Linked DNA regions of Zea mays: region 1 is linked to region 2. The links are chromatin contacts, called in public Hi-C maps. All regions are on one chromosome and are shown on one strand. The core of a region is the stretch at or near the end of the contact, and the rest is flanking DNA. Distances in the headings are between cores, read along the strand shown. Region 1 holds the start of LOC103640570 (F-box/LRR-repeat protein 17). Region 2 holds the start of LOC103640568.

Evidence for each region. A called contact is a pair of places that touch in the nucleus more often than the background predicts.
Region 1: a Hi-C map of leaf shows a contact between it and region 2, with 6 times the contacts expected there. The contact joins the promoter of LOC103640570 here to the promoter of LOC103640568 in region 2. A contact is called at or near these places in 3 of 25 Hi-C or Micro-C datasets (bundle sheath, ear and leaf).

What each region holds. Positions count from the first base shown.
Region 1 is chr1:174,520,353-174,525,441 of Zm-B73-REFERENCE-NAM-5.0, forward strand. It overlaps LOC103640570 (F-box/LRR-repeat protein 17), which reads left to right and starts at 3,785. Exons shown (of 10, transcript XM_008663663.4): 1 at 3,785-4,531. The coding sequence starts at 3,945.
Region 2 is chr1:174,324,525-174,329,365 of Zm-B73-REFERENCE-NAM-5.0, forward strand. It overlaps LOC103640568, which reads right to left and starts at 1,955. Exons shown (of 1, transcript XM_008663652.4): 1 at 391-1,955. The coding sequence starts at 1,418. The coding sequence ends at 987.

The DNA.
Region 1 (5,089 bases), core at 2,535-5,034, 200 kb after region 2:
TTCGGGCGTGGAGGAGGCATCTTGCTCGATGATTTTCTTTGAGCCTTTGATCATCAATTCAAAGCTCACAAATTTTCCTATTACTTCCTCGGGAGACATTAGTGTGTATCTAGGATCACCGCATATTAATTGAACTTGTGTAGGGTTAAGAAAAACGAGTGATCTAAGAATAACCTTGACCATTTCATGGTCATCCCATTTTGTGCTCCCGAGGTTGCGCACTTGGTTCACCAAGGTCTTGAGCCGATTGTACATCTCTTATGGTTCTTCCCCTTGGCGAAGCCGGAAGCGACTGAGCTCCCCCTCGATCGTCTCCCGCTTGGTGATTTTTGTCACCTCGTCTCCTTCGTGTGCGGTCTTGAGTACATCCCAAATTTCCTTGGCGCTCTTCAATCCTTGCACCTTGTTATACTCCTCTCGACTTAGAGAGGTGAGGAGTATAGTGGTGGCTTGGGAGTTGAAGTGCATGATTTGGGCCACCTCGTCCTCATCATAATCTTCATCCCCTACGGATGGTACCTGTACACCAAACTCAACAACATCCCATATGCTTTTGTGGAGTGAGGTTAGGTGATATCTCATCATATCACTGCACCTAGAATAATCTTCACCGTCAAACATCGGCGGTTTGCCTAATGGGACGGAAAGTAATGGAGTATGCTTAGGAATGCGAGGATAGCGTAGGGGAATCTTACTATACTTCTTGCGCTCTTGGCGCTTAGAAGTGACGGACGCGGCGTCGGATCCGGATGTAAAGGGCGATGAAGAGTCGGTCTCGTAGTAGACTACCTTCTTCATTTTCTTCTTCTTCTCGCCACTCTTGTGTGATCAAATGCGTGAAGGGGATTCATCCTTCTTGTTGGCGGACTCCCTCGATGGAGCCTTCCCGTGGCTTGTAGCGGTCTTCTCTCCACCGATCACCATCTTCTTGGCGTGATCTCCCGACATCACTTTGAGCGGTTAAGCTCTTAATGAAGCATCAGCTCTGATACCAATTGAAAGTCGCCTAGAGGGGGTGAATAGGGTGAATCTGAAATTTATAAACTTAAGCACAACTACAAGCCGGGTTAGCGTTAGAATTATGAACGAGTCCGAGAGAGAGGGTGAAAAACAAATCACAAGCAAATAAAGAGTGAGACACAAGGATTTGTTTTACCGAGGTTCGGTTCTTGCAAACCTACTCCCTGTTGAGGTGGTCACAAAGACCGGGTCTCTTTCAACCCTTTCCCTCTCTCAAACGGTCACTTAGACCGAGTGAGCTTCTCTTCTCAATCAAACGGGACACAAAGTCCCCGCAAGGACCACCACACAATTGATGTCTCTTGCCTCGCTTACAATTGAGTTGATCACAAGAAAGAATGAGAAAAAGAAGCAATCCAAGTGCAAGAGCTCAAATGAACACAAGTCTCTCTCACTAGTCATTATACGCCTGATTGGTTACCTGGTCAGCCGCGCTCAGGTCCAGTCTGTGCGTTGACTGTATTTAGGCTTATGAATGGTTACCTGCATGGCATGAGTCCAACCTGTATGCACGTGTGCAGTCTAGGTGTTTTTTCATCTGTTTACTTGCATGCGTGGAGACGTGAGACGGGAGCGTATCTACTGGCCCAGGCTGGCGTAATCCAGGCAGGAGCGAAGCCGGCAACCAATCAGCCCGTATTTGATTGGGAATGATCTATGGACTTGGGAGAGGATTTGATCTCTTTGGTGTGTCTTGTATTGAATGCTATAGCTCTTGTAAGGTGTGGGAAGTCAGAAAACTTGGATGCAATGAATGGTGGGTGGTTGGGGGTATTTATAGCCCCAACCACCAAACTAGCCGTTTGGTGAAGGCTGTTGTCGCATGGCGCACCGGACAGTCTGGTGCGCCTGCCACGTCACCCGGCCGTTGGATTCCGACCGTTGGAGCTTCTGTCTTCTGGGCCACCGGACAGTTCGGTGGTGCACCGGACAGGCACTGTTCAGTGTCCGGTGCGCCATCTGGCTCTGCTCTGACTCTGGCGCGCACTGTAGCGCATTTAATGCCTTCTGCAGACGATCGTTGGCACGAAGTAGCTGTTGCTCCGCTGGCACACCGGACAGTCCGGTGAATTATAGCGGAGTGGCTCCCAGAATTCCCGAAGGTGAGCAGTTCGGAGTTGGAGTCCCTGGTGCACCGGACACTGTCCGGTGGCTCACCGGGCAGTCCGGTGCGCCAGACCAGGGCACCCTTCGGCTAACTTTTGCTCTCTATATTTGAATCCTTTTTTGACCTTTTTATTGGTTTGTTGTGAACCTTTGGCACCTGTAGAACTCATAATCTAGAGCAAACTAATTAGTCCAATTATTTGTGTTTGGGCAATTCAACCACCAAAATCAATTAGGAAAAGGTGTAAGCCTATTTCCCTTTCACTAGCCACCCTTTGCTACGAAGGAACAAGACCAGAGTCACATCAAACTACTCCGATAGCAGGTAATGATGGTTCCCCGCGTGCCACCATGACGTCGATGGCTCCCAGCTCCTTACGGAAGCAAGGAAACGTCAGCAGGGTCCATGCCGCACCGCCAGCTGTTCTTCCACAGGGCTCAAGGCACTTCTCCGACGACCACGTTAGCACATGTACAGGGCTCAAGGCACTTGTCCGCCAGCCACGTTAGCACATAGCTACACCCCCATTGTACAGCTGGGCCATCTCCTTGTATCTATAAAAGGGGATGTCCAGGGTCTTCCTAAGGCACGTTCACACAAAGGGACGCATACGCAGGAACGCAAGGACAGGGCAAGCGGAGGGAGACAGGTGGAGTAGGAGAGACGCAGTGAAGGCTGACTCAGATGCCTCACCTCAGGGCTAGACTCCCTCTCTCTCCCTCTCTCTCGCTCGCTCTCGCCCTCGCTCTCTCGCGACGCTTGTAACCCCTACTACGAGCACCCTGGTGCAAGATAATATAAGCCTTATTCTCTCTCTTGTGTTCCATCTTGCATCAACCCATTTGGGCAGGGGCACGCATCAATAAATTCACTGGTCGATTGACGGTCCTCGCGGGTCCAAAACACCGACAATGCCCAATAGGCTCAATCTCAACTGCCACCCAACTCCAAGAGACCAAAACAACCCTTCTGCAGTGCTCACTCGCACGTAGTGCTCGGAATATGGGCCGTGCTTTTTGGGCCAGCACGACCACGACTCGAAAATAGGAGCCCAAAGCACGACCCGACACGAAATAATATGTGCCGGGCTAGTACGGCCCGAAGACAGGCATGCGCCGGGCCTTAAATTCTGGCCAGTCAGGCCCCCGGCACGGCCCGTATAGATGGGCCGGGTTTGGGCCGACACGGCCTAATTAAACCCAATATGTTTAATTTCTTTATGCTATAATTGTTTAATATCTTTAATTTAGTAAGCTATAAACTTTATATAGTTGTAATATTTTGATTTTATGTGGTCAAATATATGGGCCGGTCTTGAGCCAGCACGGTTCGACGAAGACACGACATGATTTATGGCCAGGTTAGATCACTGTTTTTACACTTCGGGCTGACACGGCACGACCCAAAAAATTGTTGGACTTTTCTATCCCTAACCGGTTTGGTACGAAGCGCGATGAGCTTGGTCGGCATTACTCGCACCGCACACGACACGTCAGAGAGGCCCTCCGCCGCCACCCGCCAGAGCCGAGGACCGAGTCCACGAGCAACCCGTGCCCAAACGAAACGAAAGCTAAGGCAAAGCCCGCCGGCGCCAACCCGCAAAACCCCGCAAGCGAAAAGCGGCGGAAAACACACAGGGCCGCGCGCAGGAGGAAATGGCGCCAAGCTCGCGCGCGCCAATCTCCCGCCTTCTTCTCCCTCCCTCTATTTCCCCACCCCATCCTCGCCTCCCAATCCCAATCCGTCCCTACCCCAGCTCAGCTCAGCCCAGCTGCCCCTCCCCTCCTCCCCACTCCCCAGCGCCAGATCTCCCGCCATGGCCTCCGACGCCCCCGCCCCCGCCGCCGCGCAGCCCAAGCGCCGCGGCAGCTATAACTGCGGCCGATGCGGGCTACCCAAGAAGGGCCACGTCTGCACCGTCCCCAGGCTGGCCGCCGCCGGGGGCGGCGACAAGGCGGGGGAGCAGCAGCCGCCGCCACCCCCGCCGCAGACCAAGCCGCGGCGCGCGCTGCAGTTCGACGACCCGCCGGCCGCGTCGGACGTGTTGCTGGACGCCGTGCCGCTGGCGGCCGCGGCGCCGGGGAAGAAGGCGAGGGTGGAGGCCGTGGACGTGGAGGAGGAGGAGGATGGCGGCGGCGACTACGACCCGCCGCCGCTGGATTGGTGGGTCGAGGCGGGCGCGGGGCGGCGGGCGCCCGGGGAGGTGCTGGTGGAGGTGCTGCGGCGCATGCCCCCGCGCGCCGTGGCGGCCGCGGCCGGTGTCAGCCGCGGCTGGCGCGAATGCGCGCGCCGCGTCTGGAGGGCCGCCGAGGAGGTCCGCCTCCGCGCCGCCGGGGTCGGGCCCGTCGGCGCGCTCATGGCGCGGTGCCCCGCGCTCGCCAGGCTCGTGCTCCGCATGGACAGGTGAGGACAGGTCCAGAGCTGATCTATGCTATGCATGTGGCGGCGCGGCGCAGCGCTTTTAGTGGATCGGCGCGCAATTGACGGCATGGAGCTCGATCTATAGAACGCTGCTCGATCCAAACGGGAGGAACGGGAACCTACGAACGAACACCGAAATCCACCTAGTAATTCAACTTAAACATGACTGTACTAGTGGATTGGGATTGAATGGCTGCTCTTGGGTGCAGTGCAGGTGTGATCTGATCTGGTGCCGTGAGATCCTGCTCGTGGATCCTTGATCGGTGCTTGGTTGGAGTCTAAATACACATCCTGCAGCACGGGCAAGTCGCAAATGGATAGCAAAGTTGGCACGGGCGCTTGCCGAGGGAATTCTAAGTGTCGATCTTATCTGGTCGGACTTTCCTAGGGGAGTTCTAGTCATCTTGCTGTGAGATCTACTCTGATCTGAGAGCAGGAAGCACGGATCTGTTATCTTGCATCTCCGATGCAGAATCTGTGCGTGGTTGAATCTAGATAGTGAAACACTACTTGCCCTTGTGACTGATAAATCGGTAGTGA
Region 2 (4,841 bases), core at 705-3,204:
ATAGTTAATGACAAAAATAAATAATTATCTTGCCAAGAGATCACTCGTTGTATAAATACGTTTATTTTAATTTACACGTAATGATTTTTACATCTAACAATATGTACAAGTGACAATATTTTATAATAATAACAAATGAAGTACCATCTAATTATAGTTTAAGAGGGGACGAAGATCTCCTACGGAGATTTATCCCTGCGGGTAACGGGGATGTGGAAGAAATGTACCCCGCAAGTGTTCATGGGATCCCCGCGGGGAAAAATTTTTGTCGCGAGGACCGGGACGGGGATAGGGAGCTAAAATCCGATGGAGAATTCCCTATTGACATACTTAATCCTTGAGTGATTTTGGTATACATGATAACGAATGATCTGACAATAGCTGTCCTAGTTTTTTTTTTTTTTTTTTGCCAAGAAGCGCGCAATGTTTCTTTTGGTTCGAAACGAGAAACTAAAAACTGGCATGCATCTTGACTCGTGAGCTCCGATTTCCACGTCATCTCCCGTGACCGTGACGGAGACTGATCACTGATGTGATGGACTGGCTAGCTCGTTCACTACCGTTTTTTTTAGCGTGACGTTCGAATCTGTCGCGTCTGTGGGCGTTTCGTATTTCCATCAAAAGTGTTGTATCTGCAACGTACTGTGCGCAGCAGCATGCAGTGCGCACACAGCCACAGGCAGCACATGCCGCCGTCTGCGTCACGGTCAGCGACGACCGCGTCTGCCCAGCCCAGCCCCCAGTGACGGGTGACCCAGTCCCACTCACTCCCACAGCCACAGCCCACAGGAGTCGTCGGTAGGCTGTTGCCGGGCCGAGGACAGCAGCATGCGATGCGTGCGTGACACTGCCATGCGAGCCCAACGCGTGCTAGCGCTCCGGCGCCATCCCTCCCATTCCGCTCAACATCTGGGTGACGACGACGAGCCCATCACCCTCTACGTGGGCTAAGGCCTTTCAGGGAGCCCCGGATCTGTCTGGCGAGCCTAAAATCTCCAAGGCCATCCCGTCGAGCCCGCCGCCATGGCGCCCCCACGAGCACGGTGAGGATCGGATCCGTCCCTTCTGTAACGCACGGCACAGATCCCGCCAAGCGGTCCGTCCCGACCGTACGGTTCCACCGCCCGCCGCTCCGTGCGTTGCGTCGCATGACTGCCGCCGCGCGCGCCTCGTGGGAGGGCCGCCGTGCCCCGCTGCTGGCGCAGCCGCGCAGCAGGCCTGACCTCACCTGCCGACAGGGAGGCGTTTGGGTGGTGGTCGCTGCTGCTGACGCGGAGGGGCCGGACGAGGGCGGCGGCGGCGTACCCGAAGATGGCGCGGCCGCCGATCCTGTCCGTCGCGCTGCCGTCCGACACCGGCCGCGTTCTCAGCATCCAGTCCCACACCGTCTGGCTACCTGCGCCCCTCCCCCATCCCATCCATCTGTTTGCTGGCTTACTGCTTTGCGTCCCCTCGATGGTAGAGGAACCCACCAGCCCGGACTCTGCGCATTGATATGGATGTGGCCTTGAGGAACTGCGATTCTCATGGTGCACATATCAGTTGTGTTTTGGATTTGGCACCAAAGCAGTGTTTCTATGGAGTCTGGGTACGAATTTCTGCATGTAGGTTTGTTTAGGTTGGGGTCTTCCCATGATGTGTTGATGGACTGTGCGATCTCACGACATCGGCGTGACTGTCATCTACTAAGCACCGCCACAACCGTCTGTGCACGTCATCGGCATGACTGTCGCCAAGTAAGCGGCGGCACAATCGTTCGCGCGAGGGATCAGTGGTTGGTTATGAGTTGACTGCGTTGCCTTTCGTGTGACGGGCGGTGACGAGCTTGTGTTTCGTTCGGGGATTTTGTTAGCCCAAATAGTCTGCATGGATTTTGTTTCAGGGGTACGTTGGCAACAAATCGGCCGTCTTCCCCCTGCAGCTCCTCGGCTTTGATGTGGATCCAATAAACTCTACAGTTTTTCTAACCATACAGTGATACAGGTACGCTATATTGTGTTCAGAAACTCATGTGCAATTTCCTTGGGAAACTTAAATAGTTCATGGTACATGTTATCTCAGGGTACCCAACATTTAGAGGTCAGGTTTAGTGGTGGGATTATGGGTCGGGCTTTTTTGCTAGCAAGAGCACAGTCCGAAAACAAAAGTCTAAATCACGACTCGGCACGAAATAATACGGGCTGGGCTAGCATAGCCTGAAGTCGGGTTTAGGCCGGATCTCAAATTACGGCCCATCGGGCCCCCGACACAGTCCGCGTAGATGGTTTGGGCGGCTTAGGTCGGCACGACCCAACGAAGCCCAAGTTGTTTAATTTCTTTAATTTAGCAAGCTATCAACGTTATATTGTTATGATATTTGGAGTTTATATGGTCAAATGATACTAGGATTGTTTAATATCTTTTATTTAGTAAGTTATGAACTTTATGTGATTGTAATATTTTGATTTTATGTGGTCAAATATATGGACCGACACGGTCCGATGAAGGCACGGTGTGGTTTAGGACCGGGTTAGGCCACTGTTTTTACACTTCGGACTGACACAAAGTGACAAGCTGTTTATGGTTCTCAGGTTACATAGGCCCGGTTTCCTTTTTAAATACTATGCTACAAGTTGTTGACAAATTACGATCAGTCAATCCTGACCTTGTATACGGTAACCTTTTCCCATCTTCTGTTATTTATGTGCTTGCTTCTTCTTTAGTAAATTTAATTGGGACAAGATACGTCTCATAACTAGAGATTGGCTAGGCATGGTTCATTCTTGTTTGCTAATTGCAAACATTATGCAGTTTGCGACCCAGTCCTAGGTGATGAAGGAAAAACTATACGTTCCTCAGGAGCTAACATCTGTTTATCAACAGAAGGTGATTTGACCCATTTTCACCTTATGCCTTTCTCATGTGATACCAAGACATGGAAATTGCTTGTCCTCACGCTTTTTAGAAAGCTACAAGGCTACTCTATACAAAACATGTGGCGCTCATGGGTTCTATACTTTCCCTTTTGACCCCCCTTCTGTAGACTAAACTGCTAGTTGATTTCATAGGGCACTATCTGTACTGTATCTTCTGTAGAGTTGGCTACAGACAGTTATGTGTTGATACGTTAGCGCAGGCGCTTGTACAGACAGTTATGTAGACTGTCCGCAGCGGTGTCCGCTAAATTTTTCCTTCTAAATATTACTATACAGCCACGCCAGCAAGATTCTCTCTCCTATATTCATTCATCCCGTAACCGTTCCCTCTATAAATTCCCCTATATATCCATCTACACATTAAATATACATTTCCACATAACTAACTTCATTTTCTATTTTCTTTTTTTATTCTTGACTCGTCCGACTTGTATTTATGTCGTAAATACATTTTTTAATTTTTTTATTTGTTTACAATTTATGCACAACGTACTAACAAAACAATTTAGTTAAAATGTAATTATTGATGGCATACAAAACGTCTGAATTGTGTGTCGTCAAACATTTCATGATACGTTGCGACGTCATAATTCAAACTAGCTTACGTTGCAAGCTTACCCCGACCAATCGTACCCACGAAGCCACGGTTGGCTTCCAGTATAAGCCACGAGCTTCCCCACAAGCCAGATTCATCTCGCCTATATATATGCACACTTTGTCTTCCTAAATGTGCCCACATCCGACACAACTCCATCTAGTTTGACATTTGTTCGATATGTCTCATTTCCATAGGGATGATGATTCTGATTCGAGTGATAGTGACGACGACACATTTATGCTTGTCACTCTTCTTACGCTCAACATTGAGGCTAGACGCATTCTCCGACGATGTTCCGGTATACCTCGCCGCATAATTCACATGGATCATTTTGCTGGAGAAAACCTCATCCATCATCACTACTTCGGCCCCAACCCAGTGTATCCACCACATGTGTTTCGTCGAAGGTATGAAGTTCAAAAATTTCTGGATATGTTCTCACATTAGCATTGTCTTCATAATGAACCTATTACTATTTATAGGTTCCGTATGAGTTGGCTGTTGTTCATCCGCATTATGGAAGGACTTCAACACCAGGATAGTTACTTTACGCAACGGCTCGATGCAACGGGCCTGCCAGGACTTGGACCCCTTCAAAAAGTATGTGCGCAATGCGGATACTTGCTTATGGGTTACCTACTGATGTCGTAGACGAGTACATTCAAATTGGCGAGTCTACCGCTAGGGAATGCCTTAATCATTTTTATCGCGTAATCATTGCATATTTTAGTGGGTGGTATCTACGAACTCCTAATGAAGCTGACATAGCACGCATCATGCACAATAGCGAGGCTAGGGGATTTCCAGGAAAGTTGGGTTCCATAGATTGCATGCATTGGGAGTGGAGGAACTGTCCTACGGTCTAGTGTGGACAGTTTTGTGGCAGAAATGGAAGACCTACTATGATACTAGAAGCGGTAGCAACGTATGATCTATGGATTTTGCATGCATTTTTTGGCATGCCTGGGACTAATAATGACGTAAACGTGCTTCACCGATCACCAGTATTTGACCCCCATGACAACTAGTCGAATGCCACCCGTCAATTACATAATCAACGGTCATCCTTACAACTTCGGATATTACCTTGCTGATGGCATTTACCCCAACTGGCCAACTTTTGTCAAAGCAATTCGACACCCTTATGAGGAAAAGAAAGTATATTTCACACAAATGCAGGAAAGTTGCAGAAAGGATATTGAGCGCGCATTTGGTGTTCTTCAAGCACGGTGGGCGGTGCTGCGTGGTCCAGCGTACGGTTGGGATCGTAATCGTTTAACGGAGATAATAACCGCATGCATCATCATGCACAACATGATTGTCGAAGA